3 separate regions of the Mus musculus genome follow, and regions 1 and 2 are each linked to region 3. Evidence: chromatin contacts called from public Hi-C data. All regions are on one chromosome and are shown on one strand. Each heading gives the region's core, a stretch centred on a gene start, on an enhancer-like site or on the middle of the called end of the contact. The rest is flanking DNA. Distances are from core to core; before and after follow the strand shown. Region 1 has its middle 14 kb from the start of Gm30530. Region 2 has its middle 22 kb from the start of Gm30474. Region 3 overlaps Clic6 (chloride intracellular channel 6).

Region 1 (3,532 bases), core at 490-2,989, 690 kb before region 3:
CATGTCCGTTTTTCTTTTACTAGCATCAGGCTTTGCCACTCCTTGTGTGTAGCCAAGGCTGCTCACGTGAGCATGGGAAGGGAGCTCATTTACTTGAGCAAGGGCAATCTGCTGCTGGCATTATTGCAAACTAATAATGCTGGCCATCCCAGCCACCATTAACTGCCTGTACCTAGGGAGGATGTGGTCCCATGAGCCCTGGTCTAACCACGATGGCCCAGCACTTGGAGGAATTCATTTGCAAGAGACACAAGATCTAAGATGACGGGTCTCTAGAGTGGGCGTGTCCAGGCAGTGTGCCTTTGGGGCCCCACCTTCAGAGCCCACGCCATGTTGTCTGCAAGCGTATACCATTTGCAAGTTCATCTTTAGTGATGTCTTCGGCCCTCAGTGTGGCCTGTCTCCTTTGGAATGAGGTTCTAGGAGACCAAAGTTAAATTTTTGTTTTGCCACATTTTCACAAAGACATGTGCCTGGTAGAAATCCTTGTACTCTTTGCTTCTGAGGTTTCACAATGTCTCCAAGGAGGGCTTTGTGGATCCTTGGGAGCGGAATAAAGAGCCTGACGGATGTGTGGGCAGTTTGTATTGGAAGGAGTTAGTCTGGCCTGTTGGTGATTAGATGATAGACTAGGCTTTGCCTGGCTTGCATGGATTGTAATTCCCATTTCAGCCTGTCCACCCATGGTGGAGGTAGACAGAGATGTTTCTCACATTCTGGGAGGAGTGTACCCGAAGCTGGAGTAGAATCTTGGCTTTCCTCTCCCACAGGTGACATATGCTGTGGCTTTATCTCTTGACTGCATAGACTGTTTAGCAAGCTGCAGTTTTGTTGGCCGTCTGAGGGTGTTAGCTTTGACCCTAAAGGAAGGCTCCATGATCAGGCAGGACTCACAAATCAGGGGTCATAGATGCATCTCACCCAAGATGGGAAGAAAAGACTGTCCCTGCTTCTTATGGACCCTTGCATCACTGTGAATGTCCCTGGAGGAGTCTGCACAACCGGAAGCAGCCTGAAACATCCACACCCTGAAGTGATGATTTCAGAGACCATCACCACCCAGGAAACAATCCGAAGGACCCTCACTCTTTACTGGTCGCTTGGAAATCCCAGGCAACACCCAAGACAGCAGCATTCTTTCCTTCCAGTCCCCCCTCCTGTCCCACAGTTTTATCTCTATGGGTGAAACCAGACCAGTGTGGATTGCACAAACTACTGAGCATTCTAATTCTAAAGATGAAGGTCAAGTGATAATGGAGATTAGAAGACTGTTGTGCAATCGGCTGTCTCTTCTAGAGCTAAACACGGGAACCAGAAACAATGATCTCTGTTGCAACACTGACTTAGCCAACTGCACTGAAAACCCTCTGTCCACAGCAGTACGTCCACACAACTGAATAGTATTCAACCCTGAAGAGGAATGAACTCTCAAGGCATGAAGAGCCTCTAGGGAAGAGACCCTAATGCATATCACATGTGCAAAGAAGCCAGTCTGAAAGGATGCAGAGTGTCTGGTTCTGGCTTTGTGATGTTCTAGAAGAGGCAAAATGAGAGGGAGTAAGGAGACTGGAGGTTGCTGGGAGCTTTGTGGGTGGAGAAAGGAATATGATGATAGGCCATAATGATGGGTTTTCAGGGCAGTGACACTGTTCCATAACAGCACACATGGGTTGTCTAAACTTACGAGACATTTGTCACTGAACGAGAAGCCTAATGTACACTGTGGGTTTTAGTTGGTCGCAGCGTGACTCTTGGTTTAGGGAAGTGAACCACCGTAGTTGTGGGTATTAGGCATGGAGGAGATGAGGTGTGGGGGTCATGGAAACAGTTAATCTTTCTCCACAACTCACTTAAAGCCTAAAATGTTCCAAATATTAGTCTATTGATGCAGAAGGAGATAGTTTCAACACAGGGTAGTCTGTGAGGCTGGTGGTTGGCTGAATGGTGTTGGGGTAAAGCGTTCTGGGCTTTAGTGTGTGAGGACTGAGAAATGCACAGATCTAAGTTGATGCAGAACTTTCTGTGTAGAACATGGAACAGGATCTGAAGTCACCCAGCGTGTCAGGAATCCCACTCACATCAAGGCCCAAGTAGCCATTTCACATTCTGTGCCCCGTGCACTCCCAGCTCCCAAGGCTCAGGAAAGACAGCGAGGGTCAAGTGTACCCCCGTTCTTGCTCTCCTGCATCCAGTTCTAGCAATTCAAACTCATAGTCATCTCTCCCCTGTGCTCCAGGGGCTCTGGCTCACACGCATCACCCAGTGCCTCGACAACTCCTCTTAACTCATAGATGGTGGCATGTGCCCATGTGCTCAAGCTAGGCAGTGACTTAGCTCAGTGAGGAAGATGCAAGACAAGTGCCTTGAAGAAAAGCTGTTTCTCACTCTCTCTTCTGAAGGCTTCTAGTGCCGAGCAGGGTGTGGCCGAGGCCTGCTGAAGACTCTCCTTGGCTTGCAGACAGTCACCCTGTTCCCTGTATCCTCCTCAGACAGATTTCCCCCTTTTATCTTTATAAATAAATCCCTGATCCTACCGTGATTACCCAATCTCCATGACCCAATATAACCTTAACTATGTCCTAAATCTCCCATCTCCAATTCCCATCCCATTAGGAGATAGAGCTTCCACACCCAAAGTTTGGAGGCCCTGACAGTATCCGTGTGAGGAGTGAAAACCCAAAGCCTTATCTGCCCCCACCAACTGCACTTTTTTGTGTTTTGCTTTCTTTAATTTTCTTCCTTTTCTCTTCTGTCTTTGCGTACTGCTTTCCACACGCAGGAACTGAAATTCTTCTGGGAAATGCTGGCTCTGCATTTTGCTGTTTTATATGGATATGTGTCTTGCCTTTATAAGCTCTGCTGTCCGTCTACAAAAGGAATATTAGGAAGTCCACATAATAACAGTGTTCCATGGACCAAATAAAGCTGAAAGACACACTGTTCACTTGTGGGTACTCATGTAGGTGTGCACCTATTCAACATGATCCTTTCTTCTGTGTGTTTTGTGGCTGAGTGACCCCCACAGCAGTGCCCCGTGCACTTAGAATGCACAGTCTCATGTGCATCCCATGGCAGTGTGGATGTGGCATGGGTAAAGTCTCAACTTGGAATTTGTTGGGAGAGAGCAATCCATTAAAGAGGGAAAAATCAATAGCCCAATTAGGGCCCATTTCATCCAGTAATGATGGCAGCTGCCCTAAAGGACCCTGCTACCCACTGCTGCCTCTAATGCTGTGTGCTGGCTGCCACTAGAGCCAGCCCAGGAAGCAGTGCCCTCTCAGGACCCCTTGGATATGGAAAGTGCAGCAGATGCGGGCATATACATCCTGTCTTAATCAACAACACAGCACGGTAACTTAGCAAGAGACAACCCCCTCCCTCCTCTGCTGAGCTCCGGCAGTAATAGGATAGTAATAGTAAATAGAAAAAGTATTTTCTACTTGATTTTTTTGTGCTTTTTGTCATCTGCTTTCTCTAAGGAAGACTTGAAGCTAGCACCAGCATGAAGCCAGTTTTGCCACACTGTGAGGGA
Region 2 (3,570 bases), core at 399-2,898, 590 kb before region 3:
ACATTGGCCTGAAACTCAGAGCAATCCTCCTGCTGCAGCCTCCCAAGTGCTGAGATTACAGGCACGCTCACCACAATGGTTCTGACGTGGCCTTTCTAAACATCAAAGCCCATAGACTCTTCAGTCTGGATTATTCTTTGCTGTAGGGCTGTCCTGTGCATGGTAGTCCTGAAGGCTTGAGTTGGCCTCTACTGAGAAACACTGTTTTAAACCAAAACAAGGCAAAGAAAAATTGGGCAAGCGCCTGGGAAGCTGGCTTCAGGTGTGGAGCCCTGTCAGCTGCCTGTTGTCCTTTCCCACAGCTGTGTGGAGGGTATTACACACTTGCTTCACAGCCCTCGAAGGCAAGGGGGGCAGTACAAAGACAGAGGCTGCACTACACAGGTGCTCCAGCCAGTGTTGGCTGGATGACTAATGAATGAATGAATGAATGGGTGGATTATGTAACCTATGGTTGAGAGAACTCTGAGGAGGAGGGGCCTCCTTTCCTGGGTTCCCTTGTAGCCCTAGCCCACCCAGAGCTGCGTATGTGCTTCTGCAGCATGGAGAAAAGGAGCAGGCCATGCGCTAGCTCCTAAGTCCTAGATCTGCATTGCACAACTGACTCACGGAGCCCTAAAGACCCCAGAAGCACGTGTGAGTGATCAGCTATTGGCTCGTCTTTCCCTTGATTCTCAAAATTCCAGGTTGTCAGATTACATTCACACAAAGATCCTGCTGAACCAGAAAGATGTCACACCTGGTCTACCCCACCCCTTCCTCTGGTGAACTGGAGAGATGCCATGCAGGCCTGCCCTTTGTTCCCTGTGACTGGTGACACCAAAGTCTCCTGATTCTAAGAAGGACCCATCGTATCCCTTCCGTTTAAAGTGTCCTGTATGTATTCCAGCTTCTGCAGAGGCCTCCTGTGGATGCAAAGCACACATCAACTTGGCAAAGCCTCATCTTGACACGAAAGAAACAAAACCCTGCCAAAAACCAAGGGGCAGCAACAGCAAAGAGACACTCAGGACTTGTTTGTATGTTTAATTTACAATTTCAATGCTATGACAAAAATAAAGTAGGAAAGATGTGGCTTTGCTCATGCTTTCAGAGATTTCAGACTGTGGTCCTTGGCCCAGTGCGCTCTGGGTCTGTGCAGAAGGAGGAACTTCATAGAGGTGGGAGCTAATGATAGGGACATAGCCATGTCATAGCCGATAAAGGAGAGACAGTTATAGATAGATAAACACACACACACACACATATGCACACACAGGTAGACACAGATACATAGGCACACACACACACAGACACAGGGTCACAGACAGAGATAGAGATGGACACAGACAGATAAAGACTCACACAGCGTCAGACAGAGGCACACACACACACACAGAGATAGAGACAGAGATAGACAGAGACAGAGACACAGACAGACAGACATAGACATAGACAGACAGACAGACAGGCAGGCAGACAGAGACATGTTTTCTGTGACATACTTCCTCCAGCTACCCCTCCCCAACATCTAAAGTTTCCAGAACCTCCTAAAATAGCACCAGCAGTTGAGAATCGCGTCTTCAATACGTGAGCCAACCATACAGCGTTGCATGTCTCCTGCTAAAAATAACAAAAGTACGAGTCACCGAGAGGGAGGTAGAGTTGACTCACACTGATTGAGCCACTGGCGTTCATGGCAGTATTGACATTGCTTGTTGGACAGCGGGGAACTGTTAAGAGCCTGTTTTCACTTTCCCAAATTTCCATAAAACGTTTACAAAACACACTTGCTTTTAGTATGATTGTATGGGGAAAGCCATTGGCTCTCCACGCCCTTGGTGTGTGAGGTACGTGTCATAACAAAACAAGAGAGAGGGTGGGTAGGTGGGTAGCCCAGTAGCTACCTCTACAGTGCGTGGCTAGCATGTACAGGACGTTGGTTCAAACCTCAGCAGCAGAGCGGTGGCACATACTGCAATCCCAACAGCCTACCCATAGGTAAAGGCTGGGGGCCCAAGAGCTCGAGATCAGCCTTGGGTATATACAGTAAGCCTGAGGTCGGCTTGGGCTACACTAGACACTGCACGAATCTTCTTAAAAATGTTTACATGGAGTAAACTTGCAGGTAGAACTATTGATGTTCCTCACAAGTTTTTCAAACTTTTTGAATAGTTCCCCCCCCCTTTTTTTAAAGATTGACTTTATTTTGATATTTTATAGAATCTGTTCTGGCAAGAGCCTAGTCACTATTTTAATGGTTGAGAGTGACATGTTAAATAATTAAGCCCTATCTCTTTATGTAGCTAAGACCGCAGAATAGCATCTGTGACATCCTAAGGAAAGCACCAAGCATTGTAATGCCTCAGAACTGGAGAAGTTGGGGCTTGGCCACAACCCCAAAAGATCCAATTTCTGCTTTCAAATATCCTCCATCCTACTGAAGGTCCCTGAGATTAGTGAGCGGCACAAGCACCATGAACTTGAGAATCGACTCTCTGAGAACGTAGCATGTTCTGCGGTGCCCTGTGATGTCAGGGATGCCCCCTCGGATGCTTTCACTTCAATTCACCTCCTCGCTTGTCAACAAGAAGGTTGTGGTCACTTCTCAGGTACATCCACCTCGTTTTGTGAGATAGAATCTCACCCTAACTGGTCATCAAACCCCAGGGACCCAACTGTCACCGCCTCCCCAGAGCTGGCATTACAAGCATGCACCACCACACACACCTTTTTAAGCGTGGGTCCTTGAACTTGGGTCCTCACGCTGTCAAGGCGGACACTTGACTTCCTGCACTGTCTCCCAGGCTTGGTGCCAGTCCTCATTGAGGAATAAGCCAGACATCCAGCAGTTGTATTTGATCTAAAGCTACCCCATCTTGTCCCTGTCACCTAGGTGTGCACAACACGAGCTTTCTGTACTCTTTATCCTAGAAGACAGAAGCCATCTCTGCACACCAAGGACCATAAGACAATATGGATTTCATGACTCCCTCAAACGTTCGTTAAGGCTGGCCTGTCAGGGTTGGGAGTACACATATAACTTAATATACATCTTTTTAGGTCCATAACAAAAAGTGTTGTATGCTTGCAACCAGAACAGCGCCATATCCTAATTATTATTTATTATTGTCATCAAAGCCACAGCTACTGGTCTTGATAGTGAGAGCTAACATGAAATAGATATTGACAAACTATTCACCGATTTAATCATCTCTCCAGCCACTTGTGTTTGCAAATGAATCTCCTGTCAACATCAAATCCTCATCAGCATTCCACACTCAGTGTGTGAGGATCATGTAAAATTGATGAGCTCAGATTTCTATTAAATGCACTACCTATTTCTGGGGTTACTTATATGGGCTTTCTGGAAGCTTGGAATCCTGGTGTCTTATAAACAAGACAGGCTCTGGCCTTTTACTTTAAAAGGGTCTTTAGAAAGCTTTTAGGACTATGCTGAGATGGAGTGCTCGTTAGAAAGATTGGAAAGAATGGAAAATTCCATGTGTGTGAGATTCCTGGGTAATATGTACAAATTAAGACTGTAAAGAAATTGATGGGAGCAATGTACATTTAATTTCAATATTTTGT
Region 3 (3,288 bases), core at 735-3,234:
AGGTTGTATATCCAGTTTATAACATGCTAGACAAGTGGAAAAGTCCCCCACCTCCCTGTCCACTCTTTACTTCTCTTTCATCAGAGCCCTTCCAGAGAAAAGCAGAACTTTTCCAGATGACTTCCCTCATCCCTGTCACACAAGGGTTGGAGGTGACTTGCAAGAACCACAGCCAAGGCGAGATGGCTCAGCGGCTAAGAGCACTGACTGTTCTTCTGAAGGTCCTGAGTTCAAATCCCAGCAACCACGTGGTGGCTCACAACGATCCGTAATGAGATCTGACACCCTCTTCTGGTGTGTCTGAAGTCAGCTACAGTGTACTTATGTATAATAATAAAGTAATAAATTCATCTTTAGGCTGGTGTGAGTGGGGTCAACCGGAAATGCAGAGGTTCTGAATTCAAATTCCCAGCAACCACATGGCTCACAACCATCAGTACAGCTACAGTGTACTCATATATACAATAAATAAATAAATAAATAAATAAATAAATAAATAAATAAATCAGGAAGAAAGAAAGAAAGGAAGGAAGGAAGGAAGGAAGGAAGGAAGGAAGGAAGGAAGAAAGAAAGAAAGAAAGAAAGAAAGAAAGAAAGAAAGAAAGAAAGAAAGAAAGAAAGAAAGAAAGAAAGAACCACAGTGACAATAAGAGAATAAGTATCAGAAGCAGGTAAGAAGACCAAAGGACACTGTGGTTGGAAAAGAAGATGGAGCTCTGTTGAGGCTCTCAGCTGAAGCAGCCGGAAGGAGACACCCCACAGCCCCAGGGGCCCCTTTGGCTTTCTTTGACTCTGATACATTGTAACTCCTCTGTCCTCACTGGGAAACTTTCACCCGCCAGGAGGAAGGCAACAGGGCTGATTCTGCAAACCCTCCCCATACCGAGTTCTCTGCAAACCCTCCCCATACAGAGTTCTCTGCAAACCCTCCCCATACCGAGTTCTCTGCAAACCCTCCCCATACGGAGTTCTCTGCAAACCCTCCCCATACCGAGTTCAAAGTGTCCAGCTGATGAAGGGAGCTGACTCTGTGGGGCTGGCCTCTCACATCACACTCAAAAAGAAGGGAGACCTATAAAGCGTGAGCTGTGACCTTTGTCCCCCCTCTGCTTCCAGCTGGGCAGGCAGAGACAAGGTCTGCTGCAGGCCACCACAGCCCCATGTGCCCAGCCAAGGTGTTTTTGACGGCAGTAAAGCTAGTGTTCCTTTTGGTCATAACGAGTTTTCGATAGAAACACGAGGAGTGCTGGGTGCTAAAAGCTTGGGAAAAACTCCCCAACTGGCTTTCCAAGCAGGTCTGCCCTTGACCACAGCTCTCTCCACCACTGATGGATAATGACAAGAATATGGGAAAAGACATTTGAAAACTATTTACTAATACAATAGACGGGGGAAATGACCCTTTAAAGAGGCCAGCTTCCTAATGCACACATCACCTTACGAGGCAGAGAGGGCGGTGTGAATGATATCCAAGCTATACATTTTGAGATGGAGGTGATATCCTGGATGATTAAGTTGGTCCAAGCTAATCATGTGGGTTCCCACAGGGAGACCTTCCCCTAACTGCTATCTGGAAAGTTTTGACCAGGGAAGAATGGTCACAGATGAAATTAGCTCTAACGCTGAAGGGGGAGGTCGTGGGTCCAGGAGAAGAGATGGCTTCGAGCAGCTGGAGAATAAAGACTGTGGACTGTCCCCTGCAGCTTCAACGCCAGTGAGGCAACATCATGCTTGAACCAGAAAGACAATCAAGTAAGAAGCCGAAGTTGCTTAGGCTTTCTAGACTCTAGCAATCTATTACAGTAGAACCAGAAAAAACCTGCAGCTGAAGTTCCCATCGGAAATCCTCGACCTCTGCCCGAGACAGTTTGGCAGGTGATCCTCGAGTCAGACAGAAAGAGGGACAGCCTGTGGCACAGCGGGTGCTGAGCCTAGTTCTAGAAACTTCCTTCATGGAGCTACTCCAGGAAGTTGTGTAATGGCCACAGGGCCCAGGCAAGGTAGGCAAAGCTTCCTTTGTTTGCGGCTGAGAGGATAGCTCTTCTGTGTGAACTCCAGAACTCCCAAAGCTGTTTTGATGTCAACATAGGAGACCTCTCCCATCCTTCCTTCTGGAAGCAATGAATTTTTCTAGCTGGATTCACAGCTTGCCCTCAGAGACCTAGTCACAGAGACAGCTTCAGGAGGGCATTGGTGCCCCCTCGTGGTTACAAGATATAGTCCGTGTGTAGCGCTTGATTCACAAGGGCCCTCAGGCTTTAGGGTCCAACTGAAAACGCCCTTAGGTTTTAACCCCTTTAGGTCATTAAAGTACCCAGATGTCGCCAGACCATGGCAGTGGGTGTCCTCATGCACCAGATTTCAGTGCTAAGCCGTAAATTCTATATCAGGAGGATGAATGGGTCAGTGAAGTTTTGCTGGGCAAGCATGGATACCTGCTGGGGGGCAGAGATGGGAGCGTCCCTGGGGCTGGCTGGGCAGTGGAATCAGCTCTAGGTTCGGGGAGCACATATGCTTCTCAAAACATCAGTGGAGGGAGAGGAAGACAGCTAGTGACCACCCCTAGCCTCCACACACGCCAACATGGGCAAGGGCACACGCCACACACATGCTCATGTGACCACTCCACAGGTACAGGGAAAACGGGGGGCACACACACATGCACATGTGACTACATCACAGGAACATGGGAAACATGGACAGTTCACACACATGCACATGTGAGTATTCCACAGGTACATGGGAAACAGGCAGTCTAGGAAGACCAAAACAAAATGCTCTCCCTAGGCAATAACCTTCTATAGTCTACCAAAAGCTACCAAGGGGATATAGTCTCGCTGTCTTCCAAGCTAACACTGTCCCCAACAAACCTGGGCCCTCACAGTGAGCCATTAAAATACAACTTAACTTGAGACCAGCAAGAAGACTCAGGGCAGCTTGTTAGGAAGATGCCAATTCCAGGAGTGTTCATTATCTCTCACTGAACTTGGAGAGCAGAGACAGAGAGAGAGGTAGGTGAGCAGCATGGCAGGGACGCCGGTGTGCTGGGCAGAGTGAACCCTGAGCACCTTCAAATCCAGCTTCCTCAGTTTGTTCGGAATCCCCTTGCTCGCTCGTTCACAAGTTCTTCAGACTCATCTCTCTCTGTGATGTTTCTAAGTGCTGTGGAGATGAAGGCCCGGTAGCTACTTATTAACAAAGGGGGAAAGGTCCAGGGGCCTCATGATACTCGGGTTGATTTTAGTGGCCAGTGTATGAAGTTCTTTGCTGCTGGGAGCCAGCAATTCT

The links. Hi-C and Micro-C count contacts between places; a contact is called where the count stands out from the background.
Region 1: a Hi-C map of bone marrow-derived macrophages shows a contact between it and region 3, with 15 read pairs. The contact joins two enhancer-like sites. A contact is called at or near these places in 2 of 484 Hi-C or Micro-C datasets (bone marrow-derived macrophages and nephron progenitors) and 1 of 115 datasets of contacts at active chromatin or transcription factors (acute myeloid leukemia).
Region 2: a contact with region 3 is called in a Hi-C map of bone marrow-derived macrophages, with 16 read pairs. The contact joins two enhancer-like sites. A contact is called at or near these places in 5 of 484 Hi-C or Micro-C datasets (the C2C12 cell line, the NIH/3T3 cell line, bone marrow-derived macrophages and 2 more).

The regions. Positions count from the first base shown.
Region 1 is chr16:93,205,643-93,209,174 of GRCm38.p6, reverse strand. No RefSeq gene overlaps it. Among named protein-coding and RNA genes, the nearest start is that of Gm30530, 14 kb to the right of the region's middle. Within about 2 kb of position 1,739, at least 32 of the 459 cell types and tissues checked have an H3K27ac peak or open chromatin away from gene starts, as enhancers often do. A contact at or near this core is called in bone marrow-derived macrophages, where this site is marked.
Region 2 is chr16:93,107,884-93,111,453 of GRCm38.p6, reverse strand. No RefSeq gene overlaps it. Among named protein-coding and RNA genes, the nearest start is that of Gm30474, 22 kb to the left of the region's middle. Within about 2 kb of position 1,648, at least 58 of the 459 cell types and tissues checked have an H3K27ac peak or open chromatin away from gene starts, as enhancers often do. A contact at or near this core is called in bone marrow-derived macrophages, where this site is marked.
Region 3 is chr16:92,518,932-92,522,219 of GRCm38.p6, reverse strand. The region is part of intron 1 of Clic6 (chloride intracellular channel 6); the gene reads right to left. Among named protein-coding and RNA genes, the nearest start is that of Clic6, 22 kb to the right of the region's middle. Within about 2 kb of position 1,984, at least 16 of the 459 cell types and tissues checked have an H3K27ac peak or open chromatin away from gene starts, as enhancers often do. A contact at or near this core is called in bone marrow-derived macrophages, where this site is marked.